3 separate regions of the Mus musculus genome follow, and regions 1 and 2 are each linked to region 3. The links are chromatin contacts, called in public promoter capture Hi-C maps. All regions are on one chromosome and are shown on one strand. The core of a region is the stretch at or near the end of the contact, and the rest is flanking DNA. Distances in the headings are between cores, read along the strand shown. Region 1 holds the start of Tmprss9 (transmembrane protease, serine 9). Region 2 holds the start of Oaz1 (ornithine decarboxylase antizyme 1). Region 3 holds the start of Slc39a3 (solute carrier family 39 (zinc transporter), member 3).

Region 1 (4,023 bases), core at 862-3,361, 160 kb after region 3:
ATTTTACAACCGTCCCGCCCCAGCTGGCCCTGCCTGTGCCACCACTTCTCCTAAAGGGAGTTTCTGACTCTTCAGTTTCCTCCACTCAGGAAGCTGCCACACGGACACTGTGGTGTCAGGGTATTTAAGACCAACACGGCCGGGCAGTGATGGCGCACGCCTTTAATCCCAACACTTGGGAGGCAGAGGCAGGCGGATTTCTGAGTTCGAGGCCAAACTGGTCTACAGAGTGAGTTCCCGACAGCCAGGGTTACACAGAGAAACCCTGTCTCGGAAAACCAAAAAAAAAAAAAGAGCAACACGAGAGCCTTTTACCCTTAGCAAGTAAATTAGGGGGTGGAGAGACAGTTCAGGCATTTGGAGCCTGACTTGGTTCCAGCACCAATATAGCTCACAACCGCCTATAATAGCAGGTCCAGTGTGCCTTGCACCCTCTGCCGGCGGCCGTGGGTACTGCATGCATGCGCCGCACAGGCATACATGCAAGTAAAAAGCTCATACACAGAAATAAATTTTTTTAAAAAAAGATTTATTGGATAGAGGAGTGGGGGGGAGGGTGTGGGAGACTTTTGGGATAGCATTGGAAATGTAATTGAGGAAAATACGTAATAAAAAAAGATTTACTTATGTATTATGAATACAGCATTCTTCCTGCATTATAGAAGGTTTGAGCCATCATGTGGGGGCTAGGAATTGAACTCAAGACCTCTGAAAGTGCAGTGATCTTACCCTCTGAGCCATCTCTTAGCCCCAGAAATAAAATTTAAAAAACAAAATCTGCCAGACAGTGGTGGTACACGCCTTTAATCCCAGCCCCTAGGGGGCAGAGGTACACAGATCTCTGAGTTGGAGGCTAGCCTGATCTACAGAGCAAGTTTCAGGACAGTCAGAGCTACACAGAGAAACTGTCTCAAAAAAACAAAAAACAAAACAAAACAAAACAATAAAACCACCACCAACAACAACAACAAAAAACAAAATAACACAACAGAAGCAAACGGATAGTGTGTGGGTGCTGAGTCTTAGCCATCCGTCGGGATGGATTTGTGGATTCATGGGTAGAGGGATCATCCCAATGGGCTGTATCGCTCAGTGGGTAGAGCACTCCCTGCAGGCATTGGCCCTGGGTGGTGGCATGGTGGTGCACATCTCTAGTCCCAGCACTTCGGAGAATGAGACAGAGACCATGAGTTTAAAGTTATCCTTAGCAGTGAGAGTTTGAGGCTAGCACGGGCTACGTCAGACCCTTCTCTTTCTCAAAAACCAGGAAAATCCCTCAAAAATGATCGCAAAGGTTTGTGTGCCACTTGGACTGACAGGAAACCCTCAAAGGGGTAGAGCACGAGGGGAGATGAGAATGCTACTGCACGTGACAGGCACAGCCACTAGGGGGCAGCATTCAGCCACATCAGACTGCAGTAACCTAGCCCGTCCAGAAAAGCTTAATACATATTAGTACAGTTGGGGACTGTAGGACAATTATCAATGTATTCTGTTATCTTTTATCAATACAGGGTTTCTCTGTGCAGCTCTGGCTGTCCTAGACTTTATCTGTAGACCAGGTTGGCCTCAAACTCACAGAGATCAAAGGGTGTATGCCACAACTGCCTGGCCAATTAAATTTTTTCCACACAAGTTCCCCAGTTTGTACCCATTATCACTGTATCACCATGCTAACAGGCATGAGCCCAGCCTCTCCTAAGCCACACCCCTGTAGTCCTGCCTGACCCTCCTGCTGCCTTAAGCTGTCAAAACTGACATATCTGTTCCCTCCCCATTCGACCACAGGACTGCCCGCCCACCCGCTCCTTCTTGTCATTGCAAACACTTCCTGCATACCCAGCATATTCTTGGACCCCAGAGCCTGTCCTTGCCACTGCTGGATCTGGCTGGAAGGTCAGCCCTTTGACACTTGGGATGTCCTTTTGCATCCGAGGACCCAGGCCTTCTTCCTGCCACTTACCTGAAAGGACTCCCAGGGTCACGATGGCCATGCTGATGCCCACCACTGCGATGACAGCCGTTCGACAAGGGCCAGGGTCTGGAGCAGATACAGAGACAGCCTTTGTCACCTCTGGCACAAGTTGTAAGTCTGGTGCAGTGGGCTCCATGGCTCGGCAAAGGTAAGCTCCAGCTAGACACCTGCAAGAGAAAAAGAACAAAAAATGGACAAAGGATTTATCTGACATTCAGCCACACTTGGCCCTGGACTCCTGATCAACTGACTCCACTTCCAGAGTGCAGGGGTGACAGGCATGCACCCAGCATTCCCTGACACCCATGTGGACCCAAGTGCACCCTTTGCTAATCCTGGTATCCCAAGGCTGAGGCCAAGCCAATTTGTCCCATCCTTAAGGAGACTTGATCTGCCTGAAATGGCCACTCAGACCCTTGTGACCGCCATGCACAGCAGAGGGGACAGGTCAGTGGCCCCACTATGACATCACTTAAGCTACAGAGATTCTGGGTGAGACGCAACCATATCCCCAAATCATCACTGAAGTGAGAGACAGGAGCCATGCTGCAGCTCTGACCAGTGAGCTCTCGGCCTCGGGCTGCAGGGGAGACCTCCGTGACAGTCCACATACACACAGATGTACACACAGATGCACACACAGGCGACCACACACATGCAAACACACCCACACACATTCATGCACACATATGCATACACACATGCGCACACATACATATACGTGCACATACACACATGCATGCACACATGTGGATATGTGTGTGCATAACACATATACACATGCACATGTGTGTGTGCACACAGGCATGCACACACGAGCACACACGCATTACTGTGCTCACACACACCCCTTGCTCATCCCTTCCCTGAGGACTTGCTCTTAGTGAGTGCTAAGCATGCCATGCCATTCAGCCCTTCCCACAGTAATTACTGCAGAGCTGCCTTGCCCACAGACACAGAGCCCTGAAAAGGGGCTGATGCAACTCTGTGAACCTCGGGAGACCTGAGCTGGGGAGACCAGGCTACCAAGAACTGCTTCACCAGAACCAAGCATGGTAGCACACACCTGTCATCCCAGCATCCAGGAAGCTGAGGCAGGGGGATTTCTATGAGTTCCAGGCAAGGCTGGACTGCCAAGTGAGACATTGTAGCCAAAAATGGGGAGGAGGTAGATGCAGGCCATGGAACACAGACTACTTCCTGGTCAGCTCTGATCCTCAACAGGGGACCAGGATCCTGGCTTTGGGAGACCAAGTCTACCCTGACACTTGGTCTGTAAGTAGGGTTTGTTGGGGGTAAACATGGCATACGTTCAGCACTTCTGTGCATTGGTGACACAGGGGCTGTCTAGCAGTGTCCTCTCAATGGAGGCACTTCCTCCTGAGGGAAGGCTCCCTGAGACTCACAGACTTCCTGAAACTCCCATGATTCATAATGGTAGGGAGAGGGGACTAAGTCAGGCATCAGGAAACCCCAAACTGCCTCTAAGTCACCCACACTCAGTGAACTCACAGGTTGCCTGAGCTCAGTCTATAGGATCAGTTCTGTGGTCTGAGGTCGGTGCCCTGTCTTCAGTGAAGTGGTGGCTGCACACATCTCCCCAGGAAACACTGAGTGAGCAGGTCGGGCACTGAAGGAGCTATGAGTATAAAATGGTAGCTTTCTCTGCCTGATGTGGAACACCAGCTAAGTTCTGAGCCTACAGCTGCTGCAAGGAACAAGGGATCCTCACAGAGCAGCGAGCAAAACGCCACTGAACAATGTGCGTGGACACCATATCTAAAGGTTGTTATAGAGCTGGGAGGTGGTGGCCCACACCACAGAGGCAGGCGGATCTCTGAGTTTGAGGCCAGCCTGGTCCTCTGGATGACAGAGAAACTCAGTCACAAAACAAACAAACAAAACAGGTGTTATTAGGGATGGACTGCAGAGACGGCTCAGCAGTTAGAACACTGGCTGCTCTTGCAGCTGCCCTGGTTCAGTTCCTGGCACCAACAACGACCTGTGACTCCAGTTCCAAGGGATCTGATGCCCTCCTTGGGCATCAG
Region 2 (3,985 bases), core at 180-2,679, 210 kb after region 3:
TCATCTCAGCACTGTGGCCCATCCCACTCCATGCTGCCAATCCTCCCTTCACACCAGGTCACTCGCTCCTTCCTACCCTCTGGTCAGCAGCTACCAGTGACCCCAAAGTTCTACCTCACTAACTACTCATGCTCTAGAGTCAGACAACCCCAAGTCTCCTCTCTTCCCTACTGCCACTCTATAGGTGTCTGCACAGCCTATATCCAAAGTTCCTACCACCTATATCGACGCCCTTCCCAAACCAGTCCCCATTCTGAACCCTTCAAGTGATACCCTCCATCCCACCCACTGCAGACTTTTAACTGCCAAGTGGACCAGGGATTAAGGTCACCTCACATCATACTCACCACACCACACCACCTCCATGTCCTCCAACATAGCTCTGTGAGCCCCCAAGCCTGACCACTTCCAAGGTCCTAATTCTGACCCAAATCCCTCCAAAGTATTAGAGCCCTCAACACGCAATCACTAAATCCAACCTAAACCTCATCCCAGCTTCCCCACCTGTGACTTCCTAAACCGACACAAGCTTCTTTCTCAACACCCCAAATCTGATCCCATACTCTCCCACCAAGAAATGAGTCCTCAACATGTACCCAAGAATATAATAGGATTCCTCCCCAACAGCACCCAAAATCCCAGTATTCTGCAAAGAACTCCAAACACCGGGACGAGCCCCACCTCTACATAGCATACGATTTATTACCCAAACGCCCTACAGGTAACCACAAACACTTCGCCACCTGACATTAGAACTAGCTCACATATCCGAGAGGCAGACCCCAAATTCGAGTCTCCAATCTCTTCTCAGATCCCTCCCCAAATCTTAGGCTCAACTCACAACCCCCGAATCCGATTCGAACCCAAAATCGAATCCTACATTTTCGCGAAATGTTCCCGGTCCTCCAATCAAACCAAACCCTATTCCTCAACCTGAGACTCCCTAATTCCACTCGAATCCCAAATCCGAGTCCGCGACCCGCTCCACAGGCCCCGCCCCGCCCCGCCCCGCCCCCTGCGCGATTGTGGCCGCCACAAAGGGGCGGATCTCGCGCTGCCGAGACTTATCTGGCGCCGGAGGCCGACCCCGCTCCGGGCCTGCGCGTCCTGCGCTGCCCTCTGGGGCCTACGCGGACGCTGTTTCTGGAAGGTTCGCGGCGGCGGGGGCAGGGCTCTCACCTCTCGCTGCTGCAGCCGCCGCGGCTGTGCTGACTAAGAAGCGGCATGGTGCGGCTGGCGTGAAGCGTGGCGCTGCGTTTGTCCCCTTCCTTCTCTCTGGCGAAGCAGTGGCTGTTGAGGATCCGCTGCAGGGAGGATTTCACCATCCGGCCGCTGGGGTCCGAAACCAGCAAAAACCTCCGCTGCACTTCCCGCGCCGCCGCCGCTGCTCGCCGTTCGCAAAATGGCGCCGGCGCCGACGCCCACTTTTATATGCGTCGTCACGGCAGGCCACGCCCCCACACGCAGGCGTAAACGCAGCAGTGTGAGGCGACGGAGGAACGGGGTGGGGCCACAGTGGCAGCCCAAGGAAAAACCAAATGCGTCCCACCTACTCCGGCTTCTGATTGGCGAGAGTAAAAAGACAGACAGAAGGTTTCCGTTGATGATTAGTTGGCGATAGGAGAATCCCGGCCCCGCGTGTTTGCGTCACTCTGTGGGAGGGAAGACAGAAAAGCCAGACGCGTCCCGCCCCTACAAGGCTCTGATCGGTCAATGTAGAAAAACGGACGTATTGGCCCCTTTGAGGATTGGTTGGAGTTCTGACAAGCCCGCCCTCGAGGCTTTATGACGTGAGGCGGAGGCGGGGCTTCTGTAGTCGCCTCCAGGACGTAAACCCCCATCTAGCCCAGGCCTCAAGGCTAGGACTCTGCGCCTCCTCTAGTACCTGTGGCCCTTCAGTTTTGTCATCTGTCATCCTTTCCATCTTAACCATTATGGTCCCACTCATGGGACGCCCCGCTCCGGGAAGACTGTCAGGACATAACTGTCAAGGGTACCTGAGGCTGACCTAGGCGGTTTGCTTGGTGCCCATCCCCCACGCGGCAAAATTATTCTAATGACCTTGTAATAATGGGTAATAGATTGGGACTCTTTGTTTTAAAAGCAACTTGCTATTTAAAAGAAAATCTGTCAAAAGTTAAGTATCCCAATCTAGAGAAGTATTTTATGTCAAATTGGAATTTAAACAACTTTTCTCATAGACTCAGCTTGAAGGTTTCCTTCATCCCAACCCCCCCTCCCCCGCCGCCGCCGCTTTTTTGTTGTTGTATTTTGATTTTTGTTTTTTGAGACAGGGTTTCTCTGTTTGCCTGCCTCTGCCTCCCAAGTGCTGGGATCAAAGGCGTGCGCCATCACTGCCCTGCTTACAATTTATTCTTAAAGAATTTCGTATTCTTTTTCTCTTTATGGGTTTTTTGTTGTTGTTGTTTTGTTTTGTTTTGTATGTTTTGTTTTTGAGACAGGGCTTTTCTGTGTAGCCCTGGATGTCCTGGAACTTACTCTATAAACTAAGCTACCCTCAAACTCAGAGATCTGCCTGACTCTGCCAGCTGAGTGTTGGGATTAAAGGCCTGTGGCACCACACCCTGCTCTTTCTCTCTCTCTCTCTCTCTCTCTCTCTCTCTCTCTCTCTCTCTCTCTCTCTCTCTCTCTCTCTCTCTCTCTCTCTCTCAAGATTTACTTATTTTATTTATATGAGTACACTGTTGTTGTTTCTGGTCTTCAGACACAGACCAGAAGAGGGTGTGAGATCCCATTATAGATGGTTGTGAGCCACCACGTGGTTGCTGGAAATTGAACTCAGGACCTTTGGAAGAGCAGTCAGTACTCTTAATCTCTGAGCCATCTCTCCAGCCCCCTCTAATTCTCTTTTTTTGTGAGCAAACTACAGTGTGATACAAAGATCAGAATTCAGTAAAAATCTATCTATGGTTGTGATAAAAGCCACTCAACCTAGCTGAGGCAGGAGGATTGCTGGAAGTTCCAAGTAATCATGGACTGCCAAAAAATCCCTTGTCTTGATAAACAGATGTCCCTGTGGTGGTGGCACAAGTCTTTAATCTCAGCACTCTGGAGACAGGGCACGTGGATCTCTTCTGAGTTCCAGGCCAGTATGGTCTTAGAGGGTAAGTTCTAAGACAGTCAGGGCTTAACAGAGAAACCCTGTCTCAAAAAACAAACACACAAAACAAAACTGGCTGTTTTTCCAAACGATCTAGATTCTATTCCCATCCACATGATGATTCATTACCACCAGGAACTCCAAATCTGAGGGTCAGGAGCCCCTTCAGACATCTGTGGGACCTGTGTTGTTCTGTGCTGTTTTGTTTCTGAGACAAGGTTTCTCTGGCGGTTAATCCTGTGTCTTTTGAGACTAAAATTGATCAAACACTGCCTATTCCAACGTCAGTTTGACTTAAGCACCATCTTTCACTTCCAGGTTAAAATCAGAAATAGTTTCATTTTTGGAATACAATTTCAGTGTGAGAAGCAAACGGAGAATTCTTGCTGTTGAGTGGGCACAGATCCTGAGTGGAGACTACACCTCTGCCCTTGCCAGCTCACAGCCTCCTGTAACTCTAGCTCCAAGGAACCAACGCCCTTTTCTAGCCTCTGCAGGCACCAGGCAGGCTCCGATTGGCTCGAGTAGGCTACATTGGTCAGAGTAGACCCTGTCTTTGGACAATGGGAAACAATGTTAGATCTTTCCACGTGAGGGCTGGTGAGACGGCTGAGTGGGTAAAGGTGCTTTCAAACAAGGGTGGAAAGCAGACCTTGATTGCAGGAACCCAGAGAGTGGGAGGAGAGAACTGAGCCCTGACTGTTGCCCTCTGACCGCCACACTTGTGCACACAAACAACAAAAACATAAAATGTAACAAAATAAGAAACTCAACCAGAATCCCATCAGTTAGTTTAAGGTTTCTGTGTTGGTGTTGGGGGCAGGAACCTCTGCTGAAATTGGCAACAGAAAGTTGAGAAAAGAG
Region 3 (4,037 bases), core at 772-3,271:
AAAAAGATAAGTTGGTTGTGTTATCCCAGGACTTGAGAGGCAGAAGCAGGCAGATCTCTGAATTTGAGGCCAGCCTGGTCTATAAAGCAAGTTCTATGACAGCCAGGGCTACACAGATAAATCCTGTCTGAATAAAACAAAACTAATGAACAAACAAAAAATTTAATTAGTTTAGGATATTTGATATAGTGACTTGATGAACTCAGCCATAATTCATATGATGCTGTCAGCCATGTTTGCTTCAAATCTTTGAGTGAATATATATTAGTTTCTATTGACTAGATACACAGAGCTGTGGCTGCGCCATAGGATGAGTATACACTGGACGCCCATCTGTACTGTCTGTTAGCCAGGAAGGAGAAAGTCCCCAGGCGTCACTGTTCTTCACACAATGGCTTCAAATCTGCTGGTTTAGAAATGACCTTTGCTGGGCTTGGTGGTGCACATCTTTAATCCCAGCACTTGGGAGGCAGAGGCAGGCGGATTAATGAGTTGGAGGCCAGCCTGGTCTCCAGAGTGAGTTCCAGGACAGCCAAGGCTGTCCTGAGAACCCTGTCTTGAAAAACAAAACAAAACAAAAGAAATGACTTTTATCTGGAAACACCCCAACTCTCCAACAAAATTCAAGCAGATCTATAGTTAGTTAATCCAAACAATAGAATACTATTTAACAATTAGAAAGGAGGACTGAACACAGCTCATCAGTTAAGAAGACTGACTGGCTGCTCTCACAGAGAATGCAGGTTTGTTTCACACATTGTAGCTCAGGACCACCTGTGACTCTGACCCAAGGTCATGCAACACTTTCCTCTGACCTCTTTGGGCACCAGAGACACACATGGCACTTAGACATGCAGGCAAAGCATTCATACACATAAAATCAAACCAAATAAATCTTTAAAAAAATAAGTTATTTACTTATTTAGATGGACAATGGTGGCGCATATTTTTTATTCTGAGCACTCTGGGAGGCAGAGGCAGGCATATCTCTGAGTTTGAGGCTAGCCTGGTCTACAGAGTGACTTCTAGGTCAGCCAGAAACCCTGTCTCAAAAACCAAATAAATAAGTGAAAATACGAGAAGCTCATGTCACATACATCAGGGTAGGCTCATGTGTTAGTGTGCTGTGCATGGCTCTTTTGATACAGTGTCTCATTCTGTAGGCCAGTCTTGGAAGACAGAGTACATGGATCTTCTGCCTCAGCCTCCAGAGTGTGCTGGGATGACAGACATACATCACCATGTGTAAAACTATAGTGTTCTGTAAAGCTTTGATCTGCAGTGAATGAAGCGTCTTTGTCATCTTTGTTGTCTAGCACAGTAAAAGCACGGTTTACACAGCATACATATTGTGTGAGGTGCTCTAGATATAGCAGGAGGCCAGGTATGGTGACTCACACCTACAATCCAAGCGCTCGGGAAGCTGATGCAGGAGGATTCTGAGCTTTCTGCATGCCACCCAGCCTGGGCTGCTCAGCAAGACCGTAGCTCAAACAAATGAATGTAAAAATAAGGCATACTGTGTAGTATCTGTAGGCTCTACTCAGGTGCCATGTCACTTCAGGAGACATTTCCTAGGCTGCAGGTATGGGTAGAATGATTACATTGTTAGTAACTGTAGTGATTGAGGGGCACAGTAGACCTCTTGAGCTTGAATTTATTCTGGCTATCAATAGATATTTGGTGGACGCCTGTATCTTCTTAAGCCGCGAGGAAAGACTTCAAGAATGTTCCATTCGCTGTAGGAAATCGCTTCCTGCCAAGCCTCCAGCCACACTCATTCAGTACCACGCGACCCTGGACAGCTCCGGGATGGAGGCCCTACTTCCGGAACTATGTTGCCAAGTAGTGTTTTCTATCGGAATCATTTGGTAGCTGCACTCATGTTTAGAAAGGAGAAAACTGCTTTCCGGAGCCAGTAGGCGTTGCAGAAGGATTGGCAGCAGCATCGACCAATGGACTATGAGTTCTGTCGAGTGGCACTGACAGTGTCCAATAGACGCTGATGTGGGCGGGGCGTAGGTAGCAGCTCGCAGCCCCGGGGGTCTCGGCTGGTCCGCTGCGGCGGGGTCCGGACCGCGGGGCAGTTGGCGGCAGGTGGCACTGGCTGGAGGCCTGAGGAGCTGTCAGAGGTACAAGAGGGGTCAGGGCGTGGCCTGGGCGTGGCGGGCTTGGGGCAGGGCGGAGCCGAGGGCCCTGGCCGACCGTGCCTGCCTGTTCACAGAGTCTTTGCTTCAGTGTGAGGCTGAGTGGAGCACACAGTAGGCGCACAATAAGTGATTAAGGAAAGACTGAGCTTGTCGCCCGCCAGCCCTGCCCCGACTGGCCCGATTTTGAGAGCACCCGAGGTATCCCTACCTGACCCTGTCTTCTAGCATCAATTGGGCGCCTGTTGTATGCACTTTGCCTTGTGTTCACAGCAGTGGAGGGAAGGACTTTAAGGGAGTTATTTTTGTTGTTAATTTTTTAAAAAATTATAGTAATTATGTCCTTTATAATATTCCTCTAGAATATTTTAATTTTAAAGTTTAACTTAATTTTAACCTTATTTATTTCATCCTAATTTTCTTTCGTATTTTATTTTCATTTTTTTTTTTGTTTTTGTTTTTGTTTTTGTTTTTTTTGTTTTTTGAGACAGGGTTTCTCTGTATAGCCCTGGCTGTCCTGGAACTCACTTTGTAGACCAGGCTGGCCTCGAACTCAGAAATCCGCCTGCCTCTGCCTCCCAAGTGCTGGGATTAAAGGCGTGCGCCACCACTGCCCGGCCTATTTTCATTTTTAAAATTTACTTTCCTTCTTTTTTTTTTCGACAAAATTTACTTTTCAAATTTATTTTATGTGTCTGTGTTTATGCACATGTGTGCAGTGCCCAAAGCGGCCAGAAGAGGGGAATAGATAGATCTTTCTAGGCTAGAATGGAACCTTGGTCATCTGCAAAAACAGCCAGTGCTCTCAACTGCTGAGAGTGTCTCTGCTGCTACTATCTTATCTTATTATTTCATTTCTTTATTTATATTTCTTTCCAAGTCAGGGTTTCTCTTTGTAAACCTGGCTGTCCTGGAACTCACTTTGTAGACCAGGCTGGCCTCGAACTCAGTAATCTGCCTGCCTCTGCCTCCCAAGTGCTGGGACTAAAGGCGTGCGCCACCACTGCCCGGCTGTATTTTCTTTTTAAATTTTGTTGTATTACTTTATTCTGAAGTAGGGTCTTCCTCACTGTCCAGGCTGGTCTCAAATGTGTAGCCGTTGTCCCGCCTCACCCTCCTGTGTACTAAGATGATAGTCACATCCCTTCAGACCGTGTATGTGCACACGTGAGGAGCCTAAACTTCCATATCAGTGTCTTCCTTGATCGCTCCCATAATTTAACATTTTACATATATGTGTGTTTTGCTTCTTTTCATGGCTGTGCACCTGTTGGGAACAAAATAAAGGGGGACCCTGGGGGCCCTGGGGAAAAGTGGGGGAGGAAAAGGGGTCTAACGTCCTGCTAGGGTTCCTGTGCTCTGGGCAGGCAGATGCAGGCAGAGCTGCCGGACGCTTTTCCACAGGGCCCAGGGTGAGCATGCCTGACTCATTTAAGAGCTTTATTATAGAAATGCAGGGGAGAGAGAGAGAGAAAGGGAGAGAGAGAGAGAGAGAGAGAGGGAGAGAGAGAGAGAGAGAGAGCGAGAAAGGGAGAGGGAGAGGGAGAGAGAGAGAGATTTATGGTCTTCCCTGTTGCTAGGTAACTGGGGAGGAGTTTAGCCTGAAGGTCAGAAGCTTGGGCCATTGCTTACATGACTACTGACCATGCTTCTCTTGAGGGGGCTGTGGGAGGTGGTACCTTAGTCAGGGGCCGGAGTTCCAGGAGCATGAGGGAACACCTACCGTGTCATTTAGGTGAATTATAACCATCGGGGTTCAGACCTCAGTTTGACTGGAGACCAGCCTTCAGTTCCCCACATGTACCCCTTATGTGCCTGGTGCCTGCAGAGACCAGGAGGGGCATTGGGTCCCCAGGAGCTGGATCTACAGGTGGGTTGTGGTCCACCATG

Evidence for each region. Promoter capture Hi-C pulls out the DNA fragments that hold promoters and counts their contacts. Capture Hi-C pulls out chosen DNA fragments and counts their contacts.
Region 1: a promoter capture Hi-C map of pancreatic islet shows a contact between it and region 3. The contact joins the promoter of Tmprss9 here to the promoter of Slc39a3 in region 3. A contact is called at or near these places in 15 of 39 promoter capture datasets (the 3T3-L1 cell line, 3T3-L1-derived adipocytes, the C10 cell line and 10 more), 2 of 15 datasets of contacts at CTCF or cohesin (embryonic stem cells and large pre-B cells), 2 of 484 Hi-C or Micro-C datasets (bone marrow-derived macrophages and embryonic stem cells), 2 of 115 datasets of contacts at active chromatin or transcription factors (bone marrow-derived macrophages and embryonic stem cells) and 4 of 9 other capture datasets (adipose tissue, liver, macrophages and 1 more).
Region 2: a promoter capture Hi-C map of the SN4741 cell line shows a contact between it and region 3, with 4 times the contacts expected there. The contact joins the promoter of Oaz1 here to the promoter of Slc39a3 in region 3. A contact is called at or near these places in 24 of 39 promoter capture datasets (the 3T3-L1 cell line, 3T3-L1-derived adipocytes, the C10 cell line and 14 more), 1 of 484 Hi-C or Micro-C datasets (bone marrow-derived macrophages), 10 of 115 datasets of contacts at active chromatin or transcription factors (the 230-238 cell line, the NIH/3T3 cell line, bone marrow-derived macrophages and 6 more) and 3 of 9 other capture datasets (adipose tissue, liver and pancreatic islet).

The regions. Positions count from the first base shown.
Region 1 is chr10:80,877,904-80,881,926 of GRCm38.p6, reverse strand. Tmprss9 (transmembrane protease, serine 9) reads right to left here and starts at 2,111. Exons shown (of 18, transcript NM_001081688.2): 1 at 1,964-2,111. The coding sequence starts at 2,111.
Region 2 is chr10:80,824,100-80,828,084 of GRCm38.p6, reverse strand. Oaz1 (ornithine decarboxylase antizyme 1) reads right to left here and starts at 1,429. Exons shown (of 5, transcript NM_008753.4): 1 at 1,180-1,429. The coding sequence starts at 1,325.
Region 3 is chr10:81,035,299-81,039,335 of GRCm38.p6, reverse strand. It overlaps Slc39a3 (solute carrier family 39 (zinc transporter), member 3), which reads left to right and starts at 2,021. Exons shown (of 4, transcript NM_001358898.2): 1 at 2,021-2,132.